Linked DNA regions of Sus scrofa: region 1 is linked to region 2. Evidence: chromatin contacts called from public HiChIP or PLAC-seq data. All regions are on one chromosome and are shown on one strand. Each heading gives the region's core, a stretch centred on a gene start, on an enhancer-like site or on the middle of the called end of the contact. The rest is flanking DNA. Distances are from core to core; before and after follow the strand shown. Region 1 overlaps MAF (transcription factor Maf). Region 2 overlaps MAF (transcription factor Maf).

Evidence for each region. HiChIP or PLAC-seq counts read pairs in DNA pulled down with a chosen protein or histone mark.
Region 1: an H3K27ac HiChIP or PLAC-seq map of alveolar macrophages shows a contact between it and region 2. The contact joins two enhancer-like sites. A contact is called at or near these places in 1 of 47 Hi-C or Micro-C datasets (liver) and 1 of 2 datasets of contacts at active chromatin or transcription factors (alveolar macrophages).

The regions. Positions count from the first base shown.
Region 1 is chr6:8,882,042-8,887,335 of Sscrofa11.1, forward strand. All of the region lies in intron 2 of MAF (transcription factor Maf), which reads left to right. Among named protein-coding and RNA genes, the nearest start is that of MAF, 420 kb to the left of the region's middle. Within about 2 kb of position 1,755, at least 1 of the 83 cell types and tissues checked has an H3K27ac peak or open chromatin away from gene starts, as enhancers often do. A contact at or near this core is called in alveolar macrophages, where this site is marked.
Region 2 is chr6:8,720,663-8,726,711 of Sscrofa11.1, forward strand. The region is part of intron 2 of MAF (transcription factor Maf); the gene reads left to right. Among named protein-coding and RNA genes, the nearest start is that of MAF, 250 kb to the left of the region's middle. Within about 2 kb of position 4,694, at least 15 of the 83 cell types and tissues checked have an H3K27ac peak or open chromatin away from gene starts, as enhancers often do. A contact at or near this core is called in alveolar macrophages, where this site is marked.

The DNA.
Region 1 (5,294 bases), core at 505-3,004, 160 kb after region 2:
TCAAGCAATGGGAGATTCAGACAGGTAAACGATTTCTCCTTAAAAATCAGACATCTCCTTTGTAAAGTTCAGATAGCCCAAAGTAGTCATTCACACATGAGTATAAAACCTTCAGGTAGGTGTCCCCATTGCTTCTGGAGGAAAGGGGTTTCTTGTGGAAGTTGAAGAGAGGGAGGATGGTGTTGGCCAGAGAAGCCCCGCTGGGCAGGTGAGTCTTGCTGGCTCTCAAAGTGGGATGAGAAGGTTCATCAAAATGGTACCAGACACAGCAGGGAAGTGGGACCGGAGACTGATGAAGGGGAAAACCAAGTGGAACTTGGCACCTTTTGACAACCAGACAGAACATGTGGCACCAGGAAGACTCTGTCTCCCAGTCTTGTTGCTGACTGCCGGATCTAGGCATCTTTGGCCTTACATGTCAACCCAGCCTTCCCAAGGCAAGACCTATGTCTGGTCTTTCTCTCCTCATACCCACCATGTGGGACCTCAAACCCCAGGGCTGCCCCATAGCCCACTGCCCTTGCACTGCTCCCTTCTGCAGCAGCCTTTGCCAAGCAGAGAGGAGGAAGCGCTGGGCCATCCTTGAAGATCAGTTCAAAAGAGTACTTTGGGTTAATCCTTTACCGAGCCTCCTGGGTCTTGCTTCACCCCCTCCCAACTCTGCACCTCACACTTCCACAAACCTTCCACACCGCAGTGTGCTGCTATCATCTGTTTAAACAGCAGCCTTCCAACCCTTTAAGGGCAGGGCCTGTGCTTCTTCAGCCTCATTTCCTTAGCCCCTGGCTTGGCAAGGTTTCCATTCATCCATTAATTCAGTCAACAGACATGTTTAGAGCACCTACAATGTGCTGGGACTATTCTAAGTTCTGGGGATTTCAGCAAGAGACAAAAAACAGGGGTGGGGGAGGATGGCGCTCATGAGTTCACCTGTTTTTGAAGAGGACAGACAACAGGCAAGCAGCCCAAACACAAATAGGCAATGACAGACTAGGAGACGTCCTGTGAAAGACATGATCAGAGTCTGGGCCTGGGGGTACGTATATAAAATGGTCCAGGAAGTCCTCTTGGGGGAGGTGATGCTTCATTTAGGAGTGAGTTACAGGCCGCTTGTTGAGAATACAGAATTTGCTTTCCTCCCCCCAACCCCATCACTTAATGGCCTAGAATTTAGGTGTTGGAGGTGTGTTCCTTGCAAACCTCATCCGCAGAGAACACCACTCATAGCCCCGGGGGAGTGGGGTAGAGAGTGTTTGACCAGTTCATCCTAGTCTATCCAGGACCTCACCTCTTATAGCATTGGACAGTCTTGCATCCTAGGAAACCCCTCAGTCCAAGCAAAGCAGAAGGATTGGTGACACAAGTCCTTGAGCGCGACCAGGCATCTCTGATCGTTTTACTTGCCATTGGAGCGTTGGTTGTCTGTGCAAATATTTCAGTGCAGCAGAATTGCAGAAGCAGAGGCGGGGGAATCTGGTAGCAAAGTGAGCTACTGACTCAGGAGCTGCAAACCCAATAACCTGCTTGACGCTTCACGGGTCAGTGGGACAGTGGCTGTGGACACAGGCTTGGCCAGAGTGGCAAACCACAGCCAGGTTGTGACGGGGGGAGTGTAGTGAGAAACCAGACCTAGAAAGGTGTCCAGATCTCCCTGGCCTGGGGCCAGCATGGTCAGGGCAACAGGAAGTGACAGGAGGAGATTTCATCTCCACTGGGTTCCCTTCAAGCCCTCACTTCCCCTGGTGACCACTTGCCACGTGCTCAGAGCAAACCAGGCCAGGGTTACAGAGGAGCCAGAGGAACTGGGGTGAGGTGGGGTGGGGTGGCGGAGTGGGGTCAAGTTCAGATCTTGCAACCTCTGAGAGAGAAAGGATCCTGCCTTCCTCGAGCGGCCAAAAACAGAAAAGACACTCAGTTGAATTTGAATTTGATAAATGACGACTGACTTTTTTAGCATAAGCATATCCTATAATTGCAAGGGATTGCTTACAAAAAAAATATCTTTGCCTATCTGAAATTCGAATTAAACTGCATTTCCTGTATCTTAATCTTCAGCCCCATTTCCCACTTGCGGGGAAACCGCTCCACCTGCACCTGGTACCCGGAAGGCATTAGGCCCCAGACACGATAATGGGAACCACTTGGCACCAACAACACTGTTGTATTTTAGCTCAAATGCACAGAACAATCCAGATCCCACTTTTTCGAACACATGGCTGTAGCCTTTTAAATGAAATAAACTAAGCATTCAAAACAAACCACAGAGGTCACAGTGAACTGTAGTGTCCTGGCTGTGGTAGATCCAGTGGACACCTACAATTTACAGACAGAGGGGACCTGTTTCCATGAACATGGTAAGAAGCACAAAGCTTCCATTGTGATCTTCCAACCAGGGGCAGCTTGGATTCTCCGAGAAAAGGATGGGCCGTTGCAAATTAGCCTTTCATGGTGGGGGAGGCTGGATTTTTTATTTTTATTTTTTATGATTGCCATGACATAAAGAAAGGTTATTTTTAAAAATTTTATTATAGTTGATTTACAATGTTCTGTCAATTACTGCTATACAACGAAGTGACCCAGTTATACACACACACACACACACACACACATATATATATATATATACTGTTTCTCACATTATCCTCTATCATGTTTGATCACAAGTGATTGGATATAGTTCCCTGTGCCATGCAGCAGGACGTCATTGCTTATCCACTCCAAATGCACTAGTTTGCATCTACAAACCCCAAACTCCCAGTCCATCCCACTCCCTCCCTCTTGGCACCCACACGTCTGTTCTTCATGTCCATGAGTTTGTTTCTGTTCTATAGACAGGCTCATTTGTGCCACATTTTAGAGTCCACATAGAAGTGGTCTCCTATGGTATTTTTCATCCTCTTTCGGACTTAATTCACTTAGTATGAGAATCTCAAGTTCCATCCATGTTGCTGCAAATGGCATTATCTCACATTCTTTTATGGCTGAGTAGTATCCCACTGTATGCGTGTACCATCATCTTTATCCATTCATCTGTCAGTGGACGTTTAGGTTGTTGCCATGTCTTAGCTATTGTGAATAGTGCTGCAGTGAACATAGGGGTGCATGTATCCTTTTTGATTGAAAGTTTTGTCCAAATATATGCCCAGGAGTGGGATTGCTGGATCACATCGTATTTCCATATTTACTTTTCTGAGGTACCTCCATACTGGTTTCCATAGTGGTTGTAGCAGTTTACATTCCCACCAACAGTGTACAGGGGCTCTCTTTTCTCCACACCCTCCCCAGCATTTGCTATTTATAGACTTATTAATGATACCCATTCTGACCAGTGTGAGGTAGTATCTCATTGTAGTTTTGACATGCATTTCTCTAATAATTAGCAATGTTGAGCATTTTTTCATGTGCTTATTGGCCAACCTATGCTGCAGCAATAGCGATGCTGTATCCTCCCTGATTAATTTTGATTTTGTATATAGTAGTGTGTATATGCCAGTGCCAACCCCCCCAGTCCATCCCCGCCCCCCTCCTGTCCCCTTGGGTAATCATAAGTTTTTCAAAGTCTGTGAGTCTGTTTCTATTCTACAAATAAGTTCATTTTTATCCTTTTTTTAGATTCCACATATAAGTGATATCCTAGGATGCTTGCCTTCCACTCTCTAACTTCACTTAGTATGATAATTTCTAGGTCCTTCCATGTTGCCGTAAATGGCACTATTTTATTCTTTTTTATGGCCAAGTAATATTCCATTGTATGTATGTAACATGTCTTTATCTATTCCTCTGTCGATGGACATTTAGGTTGTTTCTGTGTCTTGGCAATTGTAAATAGTGCTGCAGTGAACATTGGGATACATGTTTCTTTTTGGATTATGGTTTTCTCTGGGCATGTATCCAAGAGTAGGGTTGCTGGATCATTGAGTAGTACTATATTTAGTTTTATAAGGTATCTCCACACTGCTCTCCACAGTGGATGTACCGAGTTATATTCTCACCAACAGTGTAAGAGGGGTCCTTTTTCTCCACACCTTCTCCAGCATGTATTGTTTGTAGATATTTTGATGATGGCCATTCTGGCTGGCCTGGGGGTGATACCTCATTGTAGCTTTGATTTGCATTTGTCTAATAATTAGTGATGTTGAGAATCTTTCCATGTGTTTTTTTTTTTTTTTGCCATCTATATGTCTTCTTTGGATAAATGTCTGTTTAGATCTTCTGACCATTTTTGATTGGGTTTTTTATTTTTATATAAAGCTATACGAGATGTATATTTTGGAGATAAATCCCTTGTCAGTTGCTTCATTTGAGAAGATTTTCTCCCATTCTCTGGGTTGTCTTTGCGCTTTTTTAATGCTTTCCTTTGCTGTGCAAAGGCTTTTAAGTTTAATTAGGTCCCATTTGTTTATTTTTGTTTTTACTTTCATTACTCTGGGTGGTGGATCCAAAAAGATATTGCTGCAATTTATGTCAAAGAGTGTTCTGCCTGTGTTTTCCTCCAAGAGTTTTATAGTATTGTGCCTTCAATTTAGGTCTTTAATCCACTTGGAGTTTATTTTTGTGCATGGTGTAAGAGAATGTTCTCATTTCAGTGGTTCTTAACTGGGGGTCACTTTGCCCCCTACAGGACATTTGGCAATGTCTGAAAACATTTGGGGTTGTCACACCCGGGTGGCGTGTCATTACTGTCACTGAGTGGGTCAAGGCCAGGGATGCTGGTCAGTCTCCTACAATGCACAGAACAGCTTCAGATGTGCTGAGGCTGAGAAATCCCAGGGTCGGTTAAATAATAGATGCTTCAAGAGAAACATTCCTCCTCACACACAGAGTGTACCCGTGAGCCGGAACTAAATTCACCTATCCAGAATTCCTGGTCCCCAGGCTCTGAAATCCTAGCCCATCTGTGAACAGAACAATCCCTAAGCTCGAAGGACCATGGGGAGGGAGAAAACTCTTTACCCAATAATCCCCAGTGGTTATTTTGCAAAAGTGTATGCTTATGAACCAATTACAGCCGAGATTTACAGAGCAGAATTACATTTTCATCTAAGTAGGACCAAGACCGTTCCCTCCCAAGCCACCAGCGAACTCTGTAGGGCTTTCATGTGACCCAAGACAAAGGCAGCTAATAGAGCCTGGGTGATAATGGGTGCCTGGGATTTATGCTTTAATTGTCTCCATGGCTCCCTGTCTCGCGGAGGTATTTATCTTGGTACAAGGACACCAACGGCATGCCATGACATTACACGCAGGATGCTGGGGGGGCGGGGGGGTGTTCATTATTATTTCATCTGTAATTA
Region 2 (6,049 bases), core at 3,444-5,943:
TTTTATAACGAAGCTGTGTGTCTGGAATTGGGAAAAAAAATATATCTTTGGGGGAGGGGTGGGGAATGAGTGATAGGACGAGATTCTGAAACCACCGTGGGGACTTGGTGACACAGGCTAAGCTGCTCGTAATGGGTCTTGCTATGGCCATGATGTTCGGAATAATTAAACCCCAGCTAAGTCCCACTGGCAGGAGCGCAGTTACGTGACTTCATCCCCCCCGCCCCCCACATACACACACACACGTCCACGCACGGAGGGAGAGAGGAACTTTCAAAAGGCTTGTAACAGAACAAAGCACAGTTTTACTATCACGAAATCGTTATGGATGGCCCTCCTTGAGGTGAAGTGATACCCTTTATGGTCGCATTTTGGTCGTTTCCTTAAATTATTGAAGGCATTTCCGAAGGCCTGCGCTCTTGGAACAGAGCTGGCAAAGAGGTCCCTGTGCCCCGTCTGGAGGTGGGTTAATGACGGCGCTCCTTGTGCTCTGCGTCCAGGACACAGAGGTTAATAAAACCCGTAGCTCTTCTTCATGGGTGCCAGGGGATGGTTAATGTTCAAGTCTGTGCAGGACCTCGGCTTAATGTTCCGTGTGAAGGATGGCGCTGCCAGACGACACCCTCCCTGGTGCCAGCCGCGCACATTAGTGCGCGCTGGAAACGGGCTGAGCAAATCCGGAGACCCTAGGTGTTTGAACTAGAACTGGGTGTGACGGGCGGACACCCTGGGCTGTTGGCCACCCCTGGTCGCCAAGGGCACCAGACAGAGACTTGGGAGCACCTGTGCCCAGCACCTGCTGGCTCTGGGGTGGCTTGACCTGGTGTCCCTCACCCTCCTCCGCCCACTGAAGGGTGCACAGTGCCTTCAGCCGTCCCTGGGGCTGTGCCCAGTACGAGGTCCGGAGGACTGTCAGGTGACATACCCATGTTGGGCTTCCCACTATGTGCTTCGGGGGATCGTGGGACCCTGGAGTCAGACCTGCCCTGCACCTGATGCACAATGTCTGACCCCTCTCTCTTGGTTTGCCTTCTGCCACAAACAAACCCTGAGATGAGGATTCGAGGGCAAGTCGTTGATGTGGGAGGTGAGCCCCGGAAAAAGCAGGAAGGAAAGGGAGGAGGCCGTGAGGGATAATGAAGTCAGTAAGCGAGTTACCCCTGGGGCCCTGGAGGTAATCCCGCTGGGAACCTCTGGGAGGCAGCGTAGGACACGTGCCTCAGAGCACCCCCACCCGAGGGGCAGGAGAGGGGGGCCTGTGTACACCAACTTCCGCCAGTCATTGGATGAAGGCTGCTCCAGTGGCCCTGGGCTGCCATGTCCCTGCACAGAGCAGGGTCCCACAGACAGAGGAAGCCTCAGGCAAGAGATGCTGTGCTGGTTTGGAAACATGGACAGTGCCTTTGGAAATGAGAGGGGCCGACCCACGTTCCTTCTCTGCAAAATGAGACCAGCAGCGCCTACCTCCCGGCGTTGCCATGACGGTTAAATGAGGTAATACACAAGCCCAATAACTGTTACGAGGACTGCCAGCCTGAAGGGTGGGTGCATTTATGGCCTTTGAGACCGTAGGTTAGACCTGGGCGAAGTGCCCACCTTTAAAGTCTTCCTTCAGACCTCCGATACTTTGGTATTTTGGAAAATAAACTTTTCTGGAGCTCCCTGGTGGCTCAGTGGCTTAAGGATCCAGTGTTCCCTGCAGTGGCTTGGGTTCAATCCCTGGCCCAGGAATTCCTGCATGCTGTGGACAGGGCCAAAAAGAAAAAGGAAAGGAACTTTGCTGTGCGTTTGGCATCAGAGGGAGTGGGCAGGATGAATGTGTAGGTCAGAGGATGTGCTTTTCCTCCCTGAGACCAGAAAGCGGGTGAAGGAGCGACTTCTGTGCACCACGTTTACCTGGAGAAGAAAAGGAGTCTAGGTGCGTTTGGCCCCAGGCGGGGTAAGTGAATTCATCACGGCCAGTCTGCCCTGTGGACAGTTTGTTGTCACCTTGAGCCGCTGGCCACAAGTCCTTCGTGGCCTCCATCGTTTGAAACGTGGCTTCTGCTGCGCAGTGGGTCACGTTTCTTCATCAGGGGGTGAACAACACCCCAGGGTACGTGCCTAGAGCCTCTTGCTTAAATGTCACTGGAATGCACGTGGACACACCACAATATGCTTATCTCAGAATGGCCCCTCATTCCCCAGCCTTGCCCCTTCCCATGGGGCCCCAGGATAAATTCCTTGGAGAATCAGTTGGTTCTTAGATGGCAGGGACTTACTGCTTTGACACAGGTGGGGTACCTTCGCACTGCTGTGTCTGGGACCTTCATGTCCGCTGGGAGCCCCCTCTCTCTAGGAGGGGCTGCAGAGCAGGTGTCCAGGACTCAGCACCTAAGCTTGTGGTACCCAGGGATGCCGCGGCCCCTGGAGGGCGTGTTTCTATAGTCATGAAGGAGCCAATAGTGTCTGCTCTCTGTTGATGCTGTGACCGGGGTCCACGCTGGCTGAGCACACAGGTGCAGGAATGAAAGCATGGATGTGGACATGCACAGGGAGGTGAGCAAGAGGAGGAGGGGGCTGCTTTTCTGCTTTTCGTAGGTTTGGGGATTTGCAGCTTCCTTGACTGCCTCCCCCCCCCCAACCCCGCCCCCCGCCGTTGTGCTAAAAACCAGGAAGCTGAGCTGACACTTGCATGTACATCTGAGGCTTCCCTTTTCAGTTTCGCAAATTCCTTTCTTGCCTTGCTGTCATCCACTGGGGAGATGGCTCCAGTCTTACTCACAGTTAAGCATAAATAGTGCTCAGGCTGCTAAAAAAAGGAGAGATTGCAGTGCTTCTGATTTCCATGTGCGTCATTATTTGACTGCAGCACCTCGTGCTGTAAGCCTGTAAGCCGAGTGATGGTCTGGGGGCACCAAGCCCAAATTGGTCCCCTCTCCATGTGACCTGCTGCCAGCTCTTAAAGTGGAAGAGTCTTAAGAAAAAATCCAGGCATTCCCATCGTGGCTCAGCAGTAACAAACCTGACTAGTAACCATGAGGACATGGGTTTGATCCCTGGCCTCGCTCAGTGGGTTAAGGATCCTGTAGTGTAGTTTGCAGACGCAGCTTGTATCTGGCATTGTTGTGGCTGTGGTGTAGGCTGGTAGCTGCAGCTCTGATTCGACCCCTAGCCTGGGAGCGTCCATATGCTGCAGGCGGAGCCCTAAAAAAATAAAAATAATAATAATAAACAATAATGCAGACACTCCAGTGCCTTTGAAGGAGCCCTCAAGAAACCAATGTCTTCACAATGGGGTTTAACAAATAATGCGAACAGATCCCTGTGGAAAGGGCTTCCCAACAGTCTCAGGTGGTTCTAGAAGCCCACGGGGAGGTGTGGCCCACACTGCGTGAGTGCAAGTGAGTTCGCGGTCACTGATTCTTTTACCTCTGCGTTGCCCAAGCTCTTGACTTTTTCAAGCGAGAAGCGTCAGGGAATGAAAATGCACACTCATCATCCCCTCCAGGAATCCAAGCCACGAAGAGACACCCTGGGGGCTTTCGGTGACCACCAGAGTCCTGGACTTCGCATGTCTTTGGTGACATTTGGTCCCTAATTCACCCTCTTATCTGTTACTTTGTTTAGAAATAGTTATCAAGGAGTTCCCGTCGTGGCGCAGTGGTTAACGAATCCGACTAGGAACCATGAGGTTGCGGGTTCGGTCCCTGCCCTTGCTCAGTGGGTTAAGGATCCGGCGTTGCCGTGAGCTGTGGTGTAGGTTGCAGATGCGGCTCGGATCCCGCGTTGCTGTGGCTCTGGCGTAGGCCGGTGGCTACAGCTCCGATTCGACCCCTAGCCTGGGAACCTCCATATGCCGCGGGAGTGGCCCAAGAAATAGCAACAACAACAACAACAGCAAAAGACAAAAAACAAAAAACAAAAAGAAATAGTTATCAAGTGCTTATTCTAAGTCAGGACCTGGTCTGTGCGACATCCCCCCTGCCCCAGAGATTTCTTGGTCCGTGAAGGAGGTGGAGTAATTATCTGCATATGGTGCTATGTTTATGAGAAGCCAGAGGCCACTGGGCACCTAGCGGAGCCTGGTGGGTCAGGCCTGGCCCCTGCAGAGCAGGCATCTAGGCTGAAACCTAGAGCTGTGTGCAGGGAGGCGGCGCGGAGGTCTGGGGTTGAGGGGCTGCTCACGCCCAGGCCCGTCCCGCTTGCTGGTCAGCAGATCCATCCTGGGCCTGAGCCCTTGAAGTCCCTTCCTGCCTCTCAGCCCGCTCCTGTTGAAATCCCTGTGAGAGCTGGTGATGCCCACCTACGCATCTGCCAGGAGCGTGGCGCTCCTACCGCCCTGGGGCTGCCCTCCTTGAAACAGGATGGAGCTGAGACCGGGCTCCTGCCCTTGGTGGGGGGCACAGGTGGGATAGGAGAGCCGAGTTGTGAATGAACATCATGTTAGGATGTGTCGCCTTTGGTCCCCCCAACCCCCGGCCCTGCCCCGACAGCCCTGGCAGGAGGCTCTTACCGCAGCGGCTCACACGTTACAGATAAGGAAACTCAGGCGCAGCTGAAGTCACCTGCCCCAGCAAAGGCCTGGGCTGTGACAGCCAAGGTTGTACCCAGGTCTCCCCCGGCCTTGGCGCCCATGAACAGGGTCACGTGGTGGTAAAAGAGACAGACAGCTTCAGGGCTCCCGAGGGGCCTGGCTCAGACCCGTCCTGGCCTCTAGGCCCATGGAGGTAAGACGTCTCAGAGCCCCTCTCGGACCTGGACACTTTGCCCAGGGGGAGCCTCCAGGGAAGGTGGAGAAAGAGGCCCCACCATGAGCCCCGTGCCCTCTGATTGAGGGACCCACCCTGCCAGGCTGCTGGGCCTCCGGCCTTTATCCGACCCCACCCCTGGCACCTCCAGCCTTTCCCCTCGGGCCCCGCTGGCCGGCCTTGGCCTGTCTCTGGCCTCGGCCTGGGCGCCAGGCCTGCTCCTGGAACCTGGCCAAACCCCACCCCACATGCGGCCTCTGCCCTGGTCATGAGGGCAGGCCGGGAGCTCACAGGCCAGGCTTGCGCTGGGATGGGTGCTCCCGGGGATTGGCTCAGCCTGTAGGTGTGAGAGGCCTGCCTGCAAGTTTGAAAGGGTGAAGACACGGCCTGAATCTTCCAAGGCAGAGTTCGGGAAAGGGCCTGTCCTGCTGCAGCTTTCCCAGGCCACTGGCTTCTGTACGCATGCACGCGCGTGTGCACACACACACCCCCCCACACCCTAAATAGCACCTTCTTTTCACGCCTTGTTCCTGTCTTCCAGAGCCTGTGTCAAACCACCTCTCCTCATCCTCTTTCATCCTCACTTTTTCCAAAAGTTCTCATGAAAGGAAGACCCGCCCCCGCCCTGCCACATCCCCATTTTTCAGACACATACACTGAAGCCCAGAAAAATAAAGCAACTTTGCTCAAAGTCTCAGGCAGCTGGTGTCAGAGTCTGATGAAATCCAGCTTTGTCTGACTCCACGGCCCACGCTTCTGGCCACTGAGGAGCTTTGTGACTTTGTGACACGTCTCAGCCTCCGTTTCCTCAACTATAAAACAGGGATAACAAAAATGCCCAGTCGGTGAGGTTGGAGAGTGACTGACAGGAGGCAGGGAGCGTGCTCAGAAGAGCGCCTGGCCCAGGGGCCTCTCTAGTAAGGGGTAGACACCCCTTGTGTGCATGTCACAGTCGTGGGCCCTGGATGAGCCCTTTCCTGCTTGGGGGCACCGCCGTCAGTCGGCTTCCCAGCTGTTGCCCCCGCATCTTTTGTCCCAGACTCTGTGTCCTCTTTCTTGCCTTCCCTCCACGGATGGCTTTGTTTCCCTTCTGTTTTTATTGCTTTTGTTTCCGCACGGTAAACCCTACAAGCCCCGGAGGTTTCTGGGCTGATGGTTATCATTGCTGCAGGGGACATGCCAGGCCACGAGAGCGGTGTCTTGGCATCAGTTTTTCCCCCTGAAGCTTGTGCATACATTTACCCCAGCTAATTTAATAGCATCCCCTGGACTGGCTTCTTGGGCAGCAAGACGGACTATCCCAAGCGTGGCGCTCGTCT